2 separate regions of the Anas platyrhynchos genome follow, and region 2 is linked to region 1. The links are chromatin contacts, called in public Hi-C maps. All regions are on one chromosome and are shown on one strand. Each heading gives the region's core, a stretch centred on a gene start, on an enhancer-like site or on the middle of the called end of the contact. The rest is flanking DNA. Distances are from core to core; before and after follow the strand shown. Region 1 overlaps NFKB1 (nuclear factor kappa B subunit 1). Region 2 overlaps SLC39A8 (solute carrier family 39 member 8).

Region 1 (7,686 bases), core at 3,179-5,678:
TGAACTGACCAAACTTCTGATCAATTGCGTGCTTTGCATAACAGCCATAAAATTACATATTAATGACAGAGCAAACAAAGTGTGACGAGCAGCTTTTCAAAGGTTTCTTAGTTGCTTCCACAGTGTAAGTCTGAAAACTAATAGATTACCTCTTGCCATGGGAAAATCCTGTGCAGCCATACGATCGTTGCCATATGATGGCACACGTTTTACATGCTTTTTAAGGTTGGCTGAAATTTTCATGCTGGAGTTCAGCGGAGCAGCTTCCTCTGGTAAGAGAAACTGCCTGCTGCAGGTTTGGCGTAAGACATTAAGAAAATATTTCTCTCAATCAAAATTTGTCAGGTTTGCAAACCTTGGAATACTTCATGTCACGAAGAAGAAGGTGTTTGAAACTCTGGAAACACGCATGATAGATGCTTGCAAAAAAGGATACAACCCAGGACTCTTGGTGCATCCTGAACTTGGCCATCTGCAGGCAGAAGGATGTGGAGAGAGACAGCTAACTGGTATGTGGAAAGGGTGGCCTGGTTTTAATAGGTCTTTTATTAAAAAACAGACTTAGCTTCTAAAAATGCAGATTCTTAGCCAGAAAAAGGTCCTCGGTAGGAAAACAACCTATGGCTATGTGCTTGTTGTGTATTGTTGCTGTGTTTTAGGAAATCTGAAAGTTTTTGCTGTTAACATGTACATGAGTAAGGAACAAATTTCTTCCATAGCTGCCTGTACCCTCCTCGACACCTATATTTCATTACTCTAATCCTGTTTAGTAAGCTTATAACTAGAGTCATTTTGTGCTATTGCTGTGAGACATGATATCACAGAATTGTAGGGGTTGGAAGGGACCTCAAAAGATCATTGGGTCCAACCTCCCTGCCAAAGCAGGGTCCCTAGAGCAGGCTGCCCAGGTAGGTGTCCAGACGGGCCTTGAATATCTCCAGAGAAGGAGACTCCACAACCTCCCTGGGCAGCCTGTCCCAGTGCTCTATTACCCTCACCGTGAAGAAATTCTTTCACATGTTGGTGCAGAACTTCCTGGGCTCTATCTTGTGGCCATTACCCCTTGTCCTTTCCACACAAACCACTGAAAAGAGGTTGGCCAAATCCCTCTGTCTCCCACACTTCAGGTATTTATAAACATTGATGAGATCTCCTCTCAGTCTTCTTTTCTTCAGGCTGAACAGACTCAGGTCTCTCAGCCTTTCCTCATAGGGAAGATGCTCCAGGCCCCATATCATCTGTGTGGCCCTCCACTGGACTATTTCCAGGAGATCCCTGTCTTTTTTGTACCGGGGAGCCCAGAACTGGACACAGAATATCCTTAAGTAACCATGGAGACTTTCTTTGAGAATACCTGTTCAGTTCAGCTGTGTTCCCTGTAAAACCTGTGGTCTACATCGCTTTCAGGAAACATATAAAGGGTCCGGCCTACTCTTTATCACTTCAATACTGGCATTCAAATGTCCTTAGGGGCAGCCTCTGTCCTTGTCACAACCTTTTTAAATTGAGAGCAGAAAATAGTCATTTTCTGTATGTCTCTTAATTATATACCTTATCTTAAATAATATCTTACTCACAAATTTGCAAGATGAATACAGTATATTGTGAACAGCTCCTTCTCTTCAAATAAAAAGATAGAAGCCGATAGATACTAAATGAAAATGTTTCCTTGCTATTGGTGTTTTTTGATAGTAATGTTTGGAAAATGCACAGTCCCCCACCCTTTGTGTTAATTCGTGTGTACTATTTGTTGGTTCCAGAACGAGAACGAGAAATTATTCGTCAGGCAGCAGTACAGCAGACTAAAGAAATGGATCTCAGTGTGGTGCGTCTTATGTTTACAGCCTTTCTCCCCGACAGCAATGGCAGTTTCACACGGAGACTTGATCCTGTTATATCAGATGCAATATATGACAGCAGTAAGTGTCTTTGGCTTTAATTACCTTTTCAATAAGGGGCAAGCTTTGTACATAAAAAAGTAATATGTAGATATTGCTATAGCGAGGTAGCCCATGGATATTGGCCCCATGACTATCCAAGTACACCATTGGTAAAGCAAAGAGGAAGAGGAGGGCAAAGCATGAACAGAGACAGAGTGTTTATCAAGCCATATAGAAAAACTATTGAAGTTATCCTATCCTTATGAATCTGACCATCAAAATTTTGACTCCAACTGAGGAGAATAATAGAAATGGAAAATATGCATGTTTCTGCTGTTTAAGTTGCTACATAGTTTTCATTTGCTAGATTTTTAGCTCCCAAGGTGAACTCTTTTTTGTTGATTCCAAAAGATTTTATTTTATTTTTCCCTAATGTCCTTTTTTGAACCATCCAAGTCCTTTCCACAGAGAGGACACAATTTGTCACATAATTGTCCATCACACATGATTTAATTATCAGATGATAGCTCTATCTCAAGAACCCATAGGTTTCCATTGCTGCCTCTGCTAAGATCTGTGGAGGTGAGCTTTTTGATCGCAGTCTGGTATGTTGGTCAGGGACTGAGGTTGCTTTCAAGTAAGCCACAGTGCAGAGCAAGCATTGCATATTGCATTAACCTAATGACTTAAAGGTAACAGCTTTCAGCAGTGTCACATTGCAAAGAAAACAGGAAAGAAAATGTTCTCCTGTAATGCGCTCTTGTCATAAAGTTGCAGGATGCAGTTCACTGCTCTGTTTTTGTACTAACACTAATTGTGCTGGGATGGCCAGGGCCTTATTTTATAGTTAACAGTTCATTCAGAGCTTAGAGCATACAAGATTTCACCCGTAAGATGAAAAACTGTTGATTCATCCTTTTTAAGTCATAAACAAATTTAAGTAGGTTGAATTGGTGGCTTGTCTGTGTGTTGCATTTGTGTATTTTTATTTTTACTTTATGTAATCTAAAATTGTTGCGAAGTTAAACATTTTTAAAATCTTTTCCTTTCAATAGAAGCTCCCAATGCCTCCAACTTAAAAATTGTAAGAATGGACAGAACGGCAGGGTGCGTAACAGGAGGGGAAGAGATTTACCTTCTCTGTGACAAGGTTCAGAAAGGTAAGTGTCCTGGGTATTGTAAGGCACACCGGGGGTTCATCTGGAGTAATGCATGAGAACTGCTGGGCTGCCTTACTATTCTCCTCTTCTGATAGCGCAGCAGGATGTGTAAGTGCTCAGCCTTTCTGGAATCCAGGCCAACAGTCCAGAAAATGAATAAAAATAAGCTTGCAAAGCAAATTCAGCATATGTTGCCTCCCCAGAGACCATGTGATCAACTTTGTTCTTCTCAAATTTCTGCCCTTCCCATGATCTTTTTTTTTTCTTTTTTGTGGGTAATGGGTTCTGGGTGATCTTTGATTCCATTATCTCACACCTGCTCTGAATTATTCTAAAGTTTCTGGTTTATTATTAAGTTTCTGACTATAAAGGGTAAGTATGAGCATTCATTATTAATCACCAGTGGGAACTGAACGTTTTCAGTGCTGCTGCTAATAACTTCATTTTTACCTATATGCTAATGGTAGAGATTACTCAGGGTAAACTGATACTTCTTACACACTTGTTTTAGTAATCTCTGCTTATGGCTATGAATGTGTCAGGATTGGGCTCTTAATGGTTTATGTGGTTGTAGTATTTGGGCTCAACTAAAAAGAAAAAAATAAACAAGGAGTGGGGTAAACCCTTTGCATTTTTCAGCTGTAGGTGATACCTGGAACTCCCTGGTATAGATTGGATGGCAGAGCAAGTGCCCAGTTCTCACCTGTTTGCAATGAGTGTTATTAAAATCGTGTTGCTGCTTTCCATTAATGCAGGCTATCCTCTTCCACCTCTCTTCCCTGCCAAGTTCTTCTACCAGTTTATCAGGAGAGAGAGAGCACTTTGGGGGCTTTGAAAAAACTGTTTTCTTCAGTAGTGTGTATACCCTCTGCTTTCAGGAGAACTGAGATGAAACATAAATCTTGTGCACAAAATAAATAAATAAAAGTCTGACTCAGTGGAAGCCCCGAGGTGGGGTTTCCCCTCAGCCCTAGTGGGGTTTCCCCTGACCTCACTGCTCTCAGAAACCTCCTGCCTAAAGGAACTTGAGCATGCAGGACAGCAGGGCTGGAAGCAGTGGTTTGCAATCTTGAGACTAGCAGGTGGTGGATCAGAGGAAGCAGTCTGCCTGCTCCAAAAGCATGTCCTGCTTCAGCCACCCCACGAGAAAATAGTTTTGCTATTATTTCTTCTCCTCAGAGGTGCTGGGGAAGGAATATACGAGTGTGGTATTTCCCAAGCTCTCCTAAAAACATATAAATTAGTAGCCAAACAGAGAACGAAATAAAAGTTGTTTAGAGGAGCAGAAGCCAAGTCTCACATTTATGGCGTGGCCTGTGCTGTGTTTGGGGGGTGAGGGATCACTGCTGACGAGCTGCTCGCTCACACCTCTGCCGTCTGGCTGAGCCGCAGCTCTGCATGGCGCTCTGCCAGCAGCAAGCGGAACTTGAACTGTGGCACTTCGGGTTTTGCTACAGTTTTCTGAACTGAAACTGCTGGAGGAGAGGGGGTGGTTTCTACAGTTCACGCTTCAAGTTCTCCCCTCCCTACACACTTGTTCCAAATAAAGCTCCTCTGGAATGTTTGCTAGCCCTAGATAGGAAGAGGTAGTGAACCTAATTCTCCTTTTACTGCTCAGGAAACTGAGAGCAACATCGGTGAAGTCATTAGAATCAGGCTGATCTAAAACTGATGTCAAAAATGGGTTATCTGTGTTGTTTTCATAACAGGGATAACGATGATTCATGCATTATTCATGTAGTATTATCACCCAGCTAAAAAGTAACCGTGTTGATTTTTATCTGAAATAAACTTAGCCAAAGGTTAAACAAATGCGCAAACATCCCAAAGTTATTGTTTCTTTCACTCTTTGCAGATGATATTCAAATACGTTTCTATGAGGAGGATGAGAATGGTGGTATGTGGGAAGGCTTTGGAGACTTTTCTCCTACAGATGTACATAGGCAGGTAAGTAACAGAGCATTTGCCATTTGTTAATGGTTTTCTGATCTTAAGAAACCAGGATTATAGTATAATTAGAAAATTAGGTGAAAACCTCTGTATCCCATACTAACCTCTTCAGTCCCTGTCTTTTGTTGGCTACTTCCTAATAATAACAGAATCTTAACTGTTCTTTTAAGATCTAAGGTAGGAATGTAGCTGTAGGAAATCGGGAGAGAGATCACTTGCATTAAACATACACCAGTGCGAATTGGGATAGGATATATAGGAAACTCTCACAGCTCCTATGAGGATGCTGAGAAAGCCACAGAGTAGATGCTCAATGATGAGGGGAGAAACAGTGTGGTACTAACACACGTGGCAAGGCGATTCCTGGCGGTTCTGTCTTTCACAAAAGACTTTAGGACTCTAACTCAAAGGTACAGCTGAAAACTGAAATGGAAGTTTGTTGTGGCAGCAGCCTTTCGCAAAGAATTTTTGACTCCCTAGTAATGAACCAACTCCCACAAAAATAACACAAATGTACATGCAGTTGCCAAAAACCACTGTCCGTGACAAACGCACTTATCATTGTTTCCTTCACAGTTTGCTATTGTGTTTAAAACACCCAAGTATCGAGATGTCAACATCACAAAGCCAGCCTCTGTTTTTGTACAACTGCGTCGGAAATCTGATCTGGAAACAAGTGAACCAAAGCCCTTTCTTTACTATCCGGAAATCAAAGGTAATTCATTAAACCCACTTTGTATCCCAGAAGCAGAAACTGCAAGGTCCCTAGGAATACTGTTAATAGGATAGGACATGTGTTGAGTGAAACATTTTTTGTAGTTACTATTTTTATAAAAGAGGATATTTGCCGCCTTGTTTTGTGCAGAGCTAATAGGAAAACTGTTACTTCTGTTATGGCTTATTGGTTTCTGTTGTTGTTGGACTGGTAAGCAGTAAATCTGTGTCTTTCTACTGAGCCTTACTCTGGGTGAGTTTCCTATATGCCTGTTCATACAGTAGATGGCACTCTCTTCTCTGAGTTTCTGCAAAATAATATTTGAGGACATCTTGCTGTCAGTACTTTCAGTTGAAACCTTAAACTGAAGACTGGTTGGTATCTGGTGGAAAAAGTATATTTTTTCCAGTTCTCTTCTTTCACCATCATGCCTCACAAGTTCTCTGATGTTTTTGAATTTTCCAATTGCCTATACTGCCTAATGAACCCGAGACCCTTTTTGAAAGAGTAGGGAAAGTGCTGTTTCAACCCCTTAGGGTAAAATGTTAGTTAGCTAGCTGAGGCAGAACAGCTGGCATCAGACCTGCTTCCTGAGTTGTTAGTGAGAAGTCTAACCAGCAAGTCTGTGCCCATTCAACTCTTCTACGTTTCAAATGAGTTTGACGTGAAAGACAGCATCAGTATGTTTTTAAATATTAATAATGTTAAAGATACGGAAATACCTTGAGGTCCCAGTCAGAATTAGTGTTTTGTTGCACTGATAGTCTACCTCCTTAATGGTTAACCTGCCTGCAGTTTGTGCTGCTAAGTCCTACTCTTGCAAGTTTGCAGTACCTCATTTGGAGCCATGCTGAAATCAGTACCCCATCAAACTCTGAAATATGTGTGCATCAGTGCTAAGGGACTAAGCTGAGGAGAGGGGAGGTGGGAGTTGTACAGCTGAATCTATTTTACACTTATTATAACAAAATAGCAGAAAGCATGCCTTTTCAAAATCTTCCAGAGTAGCTAGAAGATCTTGTATCAGTAATGGTTTAAGGAATCCCTTGCCCAAGTTTTATGGAGATGAAATGTCTAACTGCAGAACAAAGTTGCCAAATGTGAAGCAAACTTTTTTTTATGAACCTCTCAAGTAAAATTAATTCAGCATTATGTGCATTTTAGGATGCCCTATACAATCTTATCATAAAATTACCATTTAGGGTCTGTATTTTTCCCCTGTTGCAAGTGTTCAAATGAACTTAGACATGTGTATGTGGATTTTTTGTTTGTTTCTCTGACTAGATTGCTCTCTAGAGTTTTCTCTCCTCGTCAGTGTGAGTATGCCTGGTGCGTGCATGCATATGTACTTACAGATCATGTATGCCTGGAAATAATGCACTTCTACTCTTCAGTGTACTGTTCCATATAGTCAGCTGTCCAGTTTGATGCACTGACTGATGTGGCTGTGCATGTAATTTCTTTTTGTCGTATGTTTGTTGAAAACTAATAGATCGTTTATTGAAGGTGGTTTGTATGTTCTTTTCTTAACAGTTTTAGTGGGTTTTAACCTTGTAATCTTTGTATCCCTGTACAGATAGTTTTTGTCGTGCCATTTTCACTTTCTCAGTCACTGGGATACTTCTTCTAAACCTTTGTGTTTTGCTTTCCAGTAGGTCTAAGGATTATTTTTTACTTACATGATAAAATTCTTATTTTTTTTTGCCTACTTCTGCTCCGCATGGTTTGACAGTATTATATCCTGCCTGAAAATAAGCTGTCTTTATTCTGTTGGTCTTTCTGTTAATTTAAGTAAATCATTTCAAGCAAACGTTCTTTTCAACATTTCTCACCATCCTTAACCTTAAACAAAAGTTTAAGGGGCACTGCAGGTGCTCTGAGCTGTTGGAGATCAGTGTCTTGTGATTTGCTGACCCCTTTTTTATAAGTGTCTGTTTCTGAAGTGGATTTGTTTAGTGGAGGAACCTGTGCCTGTATTCCC
Region 2 (7,686 bases), core at 1,856-4,355, 46 kb before region 1:
AACCCAAACATCACAAGTTATATATTTTTGTGCATGCAGTTATACAAAGAATATTATGGCTATAGTATCAGACTCAGCAACACTACATCAGTGTTCATGTAGGTAGTATATCTTTATGTACCAACACCCATACCCTCCCCAAAATACTCCATGACTATCTTTACTTACATGATATTATCTTTTATTCACCCCTCCAAGTCCCTGTTTGCCAGATGAGCAGCGGTATCTTGTCCTATTTTCCTTGCTGTACATGTATTCCTGTATCTTGTTCAGTGAAACTTGGTAACACTGAGGCTGGAGGCATGTTGTTGATGTGCCCATGGCTTTTTTTAATGTTACTTATACCTACAATAAAGCCAAACAAAATTAAGATTATAAATGCAGCTTCACAATCACCTTTTGAGTTGGTCCTTACCTGCCAGAGAACACTGTCAAGGCACAACAAAGTTGAAAGTTGCAGCCTCTCAGCCACTTGTAGCCCTAATACTTCAGCAGCCAAGGCTTCCCTCCACCTACACACTGGAGTCCTGACTGTCTGTTGTTGTTGGTCTTATGTTTGTTTGTTTTTCAAGTATCAGTTAGCCTTAGCATTGATGTCCTTTAAGGAGACATTAGATCCAGTCCTTAACAAAACAACCTTGAGAGCATGGCTTTAAGGAGATTACTGCTGTTAAAACGAATTTTGTATTAAGACAAAAGGTAAAAACAAAGCAAAGTTACCACAAAGAAAACAACAGTCAAGTCAGTAGTGCTGGACTTGATGATCTGTATCTGTACTGCCAAAAGTGAAATGGTTTGCATCACACTGTAATGAACCCACTACAGCATTCAGCACTGAAGCTAGCTCTGAGACCTGGAAATCCGGCCCCAAACTAGGCAGGCTTCAATAAAGAAAATATCCCTGTTTACCCTCAGCACCAATTTTATCTAAATTAATTATTGCCCACTATTTGACTTAGACGATTAAAGAGTGAATCCGATCATGGGATTGCAGATCTCAATATAACCCACTACATTTCAGGTTCTGTACGTGGTAAAAACTGTTAGAATAATTTTAGGTCTCTTTACCAGTATTGTTTTAGTTTGATGATAAATATTCATTTCAGATCAATTGGAAGAGGTGAACTTCCTTAGAAGCTATAGAAAAACAACTCAGTGTCCTTCACCTCCTCAAAGTTAGAGCTTAAGAGCGTCTCTATAAATTTACGAAGGAAATCCAGTGGTACACCTCTGGCTACAGCCCAATCTGTGCATGATGGATCACACCCTAAGGCATCCTGACCCCATAGCAAAGGAAAGATCAAAATCTTTCAGCCTCTGGCATATTGGTTTCTGTAGGCAGGTCTTCATTTGAAGTAACTGGAGGACCAAGATCCCTAGGCATGGCGTGCACCTTGCTATGGAACCTCTCACATTGTGTGTGCCCACTTCCCAGTGATTTTCAACTCTTCCTCCATACGTCATTTTCTCAGCTGGATTTTGAAGCTAACTCTCCAACTCCGGCGGATACTTCATGTAACATTAAGCACATTTCGGAAAGTGATGTTTGGGGGTTCTGCTTTCTGGTTTTCTATGTCACAGCCTAAACTTGTCTGCAGAACCTCCCTGTGTCACTCTTACCCATTGCACCAAAGAGTCAGTTCCTCTCTAGCACTTCTCAAAAGCCCCTCCACACAGCTGGAAACAAGAGCCCCCGCCTTCACCCAGTTACCCATTTGCCTTGGCAAGCAGAGCATCTATAACATTCTGCAGCTCAACTCCTGCTAGTTCATTCCTTCTACTTGTTTTTCATGCTGGGGCTTTCCTTGATCACAAGCTTACAGTGCTCATCAACAGTGCCACAGTTCTGCCAATTCTGGTGAATCTTGTTAAGGCATAGCCTAAAAACACTCAGAGGGTACAGACCGTCTCTTCCAGGAGACAGGCTCACAACTTAACATTTTCTCTGCAGAACCAAGCCCTAAATCCCTCAGGAAGCTGAAACAGATTCCTTGCCACAGGATCACAAAGTACATGAGTTCTTCAAAAATAGAAAGGTTTAGAAAGGTTTTCTGAAAGATTTCTCATCATTCCACACTTTTACTCTGTAGAGCTCAGGAAAAGTGGGAAAAAAATGGCATCTTAAAAGCACTTAAACTCACCCTTTTGGTAAGTATCTCACAAATTCCATATGCAATAAACCATGCACTATGGCAGCTCTAGAGAAACTAAACTTTGAGCTCCTGGTGGGGCTCTTCAGGCTGTCATATGACATCTTAATTAGCCTCCTATCAGGTGATGAGATCTTCATCAGGTGACCGCAGTGCCAATGTGCTTTTACTGGTACCCTCAAACACATAGTTTCTTCTCTCTGCTAACCTATAGAATGTTTAGAAAACTGTTATTTTAAGTCATTTCCTTAGCTCTGTGACCTTCTGGTGCACTACAATTCTTTGGCATCTGGTTTTGTTGTGGAAACCCTTCACACTGTGGCAAGCAGCACACAGTACCCAGTTGTCTGTGCAGGTTAGCGTTTAATGGGATGGATTAGATGGAAATCCACTGGGGCTTTTTCTGTTTGTTCTCTCTCAAGTTTGTCTCTTCTCTTATGTGGCCAAGACAGATGCTGAAATATTGACTCCATTTACTCAGAATTTCCTCTCTGGTCCTCATTAAACAAGTTTAGATTAATGAAGGAAGTCTGACACACTGCCCTCTTTTTTTATTTTTTTTTAAGATATATTTTAGCAAGTCTGGAGATTCCAGAGCTGCTGTTCATAGTTCAGGAGAAGTACTTGACTAACAGAAGTCTGACTTGTGAACATTACCAAATCTGGAAATTTTGGAAACTGTTCAAGTAGTCATACTCCTTTTTAAGCTAGATGTTGAAAACAATACAACTATTTTCTTTATGGATTTGAGGGCAGGATTAATTTTGAGGTGATTTCCTTTATTTAGATCAGAAATACACCGTCTTACATATTTTATATCCATTGTGTTTGTTCTGTAATGCCTCTTTCAAGCATTTCCACGCAAGCCAAAATGGAAAAGATTTAGCAATCAAAACCAGTGGGAGCTTCCCTTAATAGAAATGACCAGCAAGGATTTGGCAACGTATTCTGTTGATTGCACACATTCTAAACAGAGTCCAGAGGAGGCCCTTACAGCAGTCTTGGCACTGAAGCACACACAGGAGTTAAAAGGAGGCAGATCGTGTTTTTTCCATGATATGGCTTTGATATATGCATGGAAAAAGGGCACTTTGCATAGCTATTAAGACAACTTAATAACAAACATAATAAATCTAAATAGCTGTTTTTCTGCTAAGGGGTAACGTGAAGGAAAAGAAAGACTCGTGGTTGGTTTTGGCCCCTGGGTAAAGAACTGTAACAGGTTTGGACATGCACTTCATGTGATCAGGCTTCTCCACTGAAATCTCTGACCTGTTCTGGTACAAACATGAATCACAGTCTGAGTGAGAAACTCTGCTGCAGTCCTCAGAAAAATCACAAGGTTCCTGGTAGCTTGAGATGATAATGTCCTCATTTGTGGCACTACCTGAACATTTCATGACTTCACATTTACAGTATTTTGTCAATTTTGTCACAAGTAAGGAGTTACATGTTTATGTGGGGAGGAAGGGGGGATAAAGATCAATGACTTTTGAAGTATTTTTCCCTTAAAAAAAGTTGAGTATAAGATTTCTTCACATCAAGAACTAATAAACATCTGAGATGCAGCGGTGCCTGACAGTTTGAGGTCATATTGGATGAAAGTTAGTAGAGGTGGATTTCTTTTTTTAAAATGTAGGTCACAGTGATAAAAGGCATCAGTTTTATAGTGCAGTAATCTACTTTGCAGGTTACCTTCCTGCTCAGCATTTCTGTTTCAGCTTGTACAGCTCACAGCAGAGCATTTTTTAGAGAGGGAATCACTAGCTCTAGTTTTAGCGAGAGCATTTGTCGGCTAATGATGCTACTTTGTCACATAAAACATTGAGAAGATGTAGAAGATGAGTTGTATGTAATTTGATCAAATCTCACCTTTTCCAGTTTCAAGTTTATTCAATGCTCTTCCAAGGTTTTAAAGCCCCAGCTTAATTAAACTATTGGTAGATCAGGAGACTGACCTGTGGCAGCTATTCAGTTTTCATCTTCATACAAGTTGCAGTAATTAATACAACCAGAAAAAAAAGAAAAGACATACTACTTACTGCATGTTATTGGAGGATCAAAATAAGATTAAGTGTTTTTGCGTCTATGTCAATCCAAACCACAGTTTGGAGACTTGTTTGCTTGACACATTGCTTGTTTGTTTGCAAAGTAGGAAAGAATAAAGGTTACATGTGCTACTAAACAGGAATTGGTCACCAGCTATTGCCTTTATTTTAGCTTTTCTGACTCTTTCTCCAGTCTTTGGCTTAAAAGATCAGAGTTTCTAAGTTATACTGAAAATCTACATATAAAACCCAGATTCTGAGCCTTTTGCTCTAACAATAAGTTCGTTTTTATATTATGAAGGGGGCTGATTATATTGCTAGTATTAACAACCTATTGATGAGTACTTCTTATCAATAAGTGATTATTTTCAGCTCATAACTTCACCAGAATTCCTTTGTTTTGTATGGAAGTTGCCACTCTATGGCATCTGAATTGTTAGGATAGGGATGGTCTGGAGAAGAACCACACGTTCAAGAGACTGCATTCCATAGGGCTCCCATGACTTTTCCAGCATTAGCTGGGAGGATTATAGCAAACAAAGCAACTCTGGAAGAGAGAGGATCTTCTCCTTAATTCTGCCCAAATAAGCTGTTATGCCTCCTCTGCTGTGCCAGAGTTCTTCTGTGATTCTGGTCACATCACTTAAACCAAACTTTTCACAGGTAGTCTGTGTTCCTCATTTTCTATTTGCTTTACTTGGACACTGAAGCCTGATTGCAGAAGTGCTGAAAGTACTCATATCTGCAACAGAAGTCAATGAGGGCAAATATCTGGGGAAAAAAAAAAAAAGTACTATACCAGTGTGTACCGACATTTCTAGATTCTAGTCCTGGAGGACCTGCTGTGTCAAATAGCAAGTGAGTCTTCTAGTTGCACGACCCCCTCCTACAAGTAGTGTTATGGGATGGAGCAAGACATAGGATGCAGGGCCATAGAAATTGTCCAAGTATCGGACAGATTGATCTTAAGTTATAGTGTGTCCATATTGTCTCTTGAGATAAAAACTGTGGGAAGAATTAGGAACAATCTGAGGCACAGAGAATCTAACATTCATATCTTTGATCAACATTTCTCCCGACTTCTGTTCTATATCCTTCGAATAAGAACAGCATCTTTGTCACAAGGAGAACATTTTTCTAACCTGGCTAGACCACAGTCAGATTCCAGCAGGCTCAGCTGGACCTCCCCAGAAGCATTCATGAAATCATGACTCCCATTTTACCTTCTTGCAGACCTATGTACAGCTTGCAAAGCTAAGCCTTGCTTCAAGAAACATTTGAGCAGTTTTGAAAATGCTGTGCAGACTTACTATTTGCAGCCACATGGGCCCACTGTTAGGATGTTTTCCAAACCTGTAGGGAAAGCAGAGATCCTTCCTCAGCTGCCAGCCCTACACCCAGGTAGGTCAACAAGAGTTTGCCCTTGATGTGAATGCAAGCAGAACTAAGTTTTCACTATGCTATCTAAGGGAGTGTCTTTGGGTGCAGCCAATTGTTGGCAACACAGCGCTAAAAGTTGGTAAGAGTTGCTGTAAATACACCCAAGGGCTTAAACAGTAGTCTCATATTCTTATTTGGACGTCTAGGTAAATAGATGCATTTGGAGACTTTGCAATTCTATTTCCCTACCCTCAGGTCAGAAAACTCACATGGAGACCTGATCTCTAAGTGCACAGTGCTGAGACCCTGAGCCTGTACAAGCATTCGCACCAGTGCCCTAGCACTGCGTGGGGTTCCTTAGCCTTAAGAGCAGGGCAGGCTATGCAAGCACAACAGTGTCCAAGCCAACGTGCCTGGAAACAGCAACACGATTACGTGGTCACATCACTTCTGGCTTTGTTTCTGGGATGTTTATTTATAGCTTAGAGTCCTCTGCATCATGCTCTTAAAAAGCGTAATAGAAAAAGAAAGAATAAAAGACTCTGTCCCATCATCTCTCAGACCCCTTTGGTTTCAGCTTCCAATCAGGAAATCAAGAAAGGAACTAAGAAAGAAACTACAATATGGAGAACACTCTGCTTCCTCCACTACTACCACTCATTGCTTTTCTTGTGCAGAGCAGAAAACAGACTGAGGTTCCCCTCTTTTCCCCAAACCCTGCTCTATCACAGCACTCCTTTTCTTGTTACGGCACATCCTCTTGCTTTTCATCAGCTTGTTGCATCTCATCACAAATGCAGATAGCGCTGGTACTGTTTTGGATGTTGCTGTTTTACATACAGGATACATTCTTAAAAAAAGCTTTCTAGCCCTCATGGCTCTGGAGCAAAGGCTGAGAAAAAGAGCTTTTATGGAACCAAATCCATGAGACAGCTTGCTTTTCCTACTACCCTCCAAATATTCTTTTATAATCTTGCATTTTTAAGATGCCTGATCCATTACACTAGTGACTTGTCTTGGCTCACCACTCACTGTTTTTAACCCCCTCAACATCACCAAATTGCAAGGTCTGCTAACGCCACAGAATTTGCCTAAAGTAAATCACACGAGTTTTAAAAAGACATCTTTTGAATACTGATATTTAAAAAAACAAAACAAAAACAAAAAAAAAAACACTTCAGTTTTCATTAAAAGTAGAGAGAAAGCTTTCCACATATCCAGAGCCTCTAAGATTGGAATTTTACAAATATCACCAATTACAGTAGGGGCTTGAAGTCTGCAACCAGAACAGTTCAGGAAATCAGAACTTACTTCTACCAACAGTTGAGCGGAAGATTTGAGCAAATTGCTGCACAAGCTCAAATAGCACCAAAGGGGCCATTTTGTGCTTCCATAATCTGTTTTCTGTTATATATTTAGATGGAGAAAGCTCTGTGGCAAAGGAAATCTCTTCCCTATGTATTTGTATAGACCTTAGCTGTCTGGAACTTCTTTCCTCTAGTGGGGCCTTGAAGAACTACTACAGCATAGAATAGCAGTAATAAAAAGTCAAGTTACCTAAATTGTACTATCTCTACAGTTAAAATCAGTCCTGTTCAGTACACCCAACCCAAAAAGACCTCATAAATCTAACTCAACATATATTTAATGAGAGTAACTAGTAACAAAAAGTGACAAAGGCATCAAGAACCAAATAGCTGTTCTCATTTGCATTAGCTAGTTGCATGAGACATGGCTGAGGTTCCAAAGCTGCAGTCACGTAATGGCAAGAACCTACACTTCTTGGAAAGACAGTAGGGCCCCTGAACAGTTTTCTGATAGGTATAATCACATAAAGGTTAGTAGTGTGTATCATTCAATACGCAAAAGACTATGAAGAGAAACCAGACCCACTCACGTAGGAAGTACTGAGCATAGAACAGTATTATTCATAACACGGGGAGGGTAGGTGGGAAGAGATGGGAATGAGTTCATTGGACTGGTAAGAACATGCTGTCACTGAAATTAAATGGCCAAAAAAAAAATAAATCTTTCTGCTTTCAGGGGCTGGCCAAGATAGCTAAGTGATAAAAGAGCAGATTAACCACAATCTGTACTAGGTCTGGATT

What was found. Hi-C and Micro-C count contacts between places; a contact is called where the count stands out from the background.
Region 2: a Hi-C map of subcutaneous adipose tissue shows a contact between it and region 1, with 2.2 times the contacts expected there. The contact joins two enhancer-like sites. A contact is called at or near these places in 5 of 8 Hi-C or Micro-C datasets (F1 follicle, F5 follicle, skeletal muscle and 1 more).

What each region holds. Positions count from the first base shown.
Region 1 is chr4:9,931,818-9,939,503 of IASCAAS_PekinDuck_T2T, reverse strand. NFKB1 (nuclear factor kappa B subunit 1) reads left to right here. Exons shown (of 24, transcript XM_072036960.1): 7 at 346-509; 8 at 1,761-1,919; 9 at 2,936-3,040; 10 at 4,896-4,987; 11 at 5,567-5,705. Among named protein-coding and RNA genes, the nearest start is that of NFKB1, 36 kb to the left of the region's middle. Within about 2 kb of position 4,428, at least 2 of the 8 cell types and tissues checked have an H3K27ac peak or open chromatin away from gene starts, as enhancers often do. A contact at or near this core is called in subcutaneous adipose tissue, where this site is marked.
Region 2 is chr4:9,976,605-9,984,290 of IASCAAS_PekinDuck_T2T, reverse strand. SLC39A8 (solute carrier family 39 member 8) reads right to left here. Exons shown (of 12, transcript XM_072036969.1): 3 at 169-345. Among named protein-coding and RNA genes, the nearest start is that of SLC39A8, 8.3 kb to the right of the region's middle. Within about 2 kb of position 3,105, at least 2 of the 8 cell types and tissues checked have an H3K27ac peak or open chromatin away from gene starts, as enhancers often do. A contact at or near this core is called in subcutaneous adipose tissue, where this site is marked.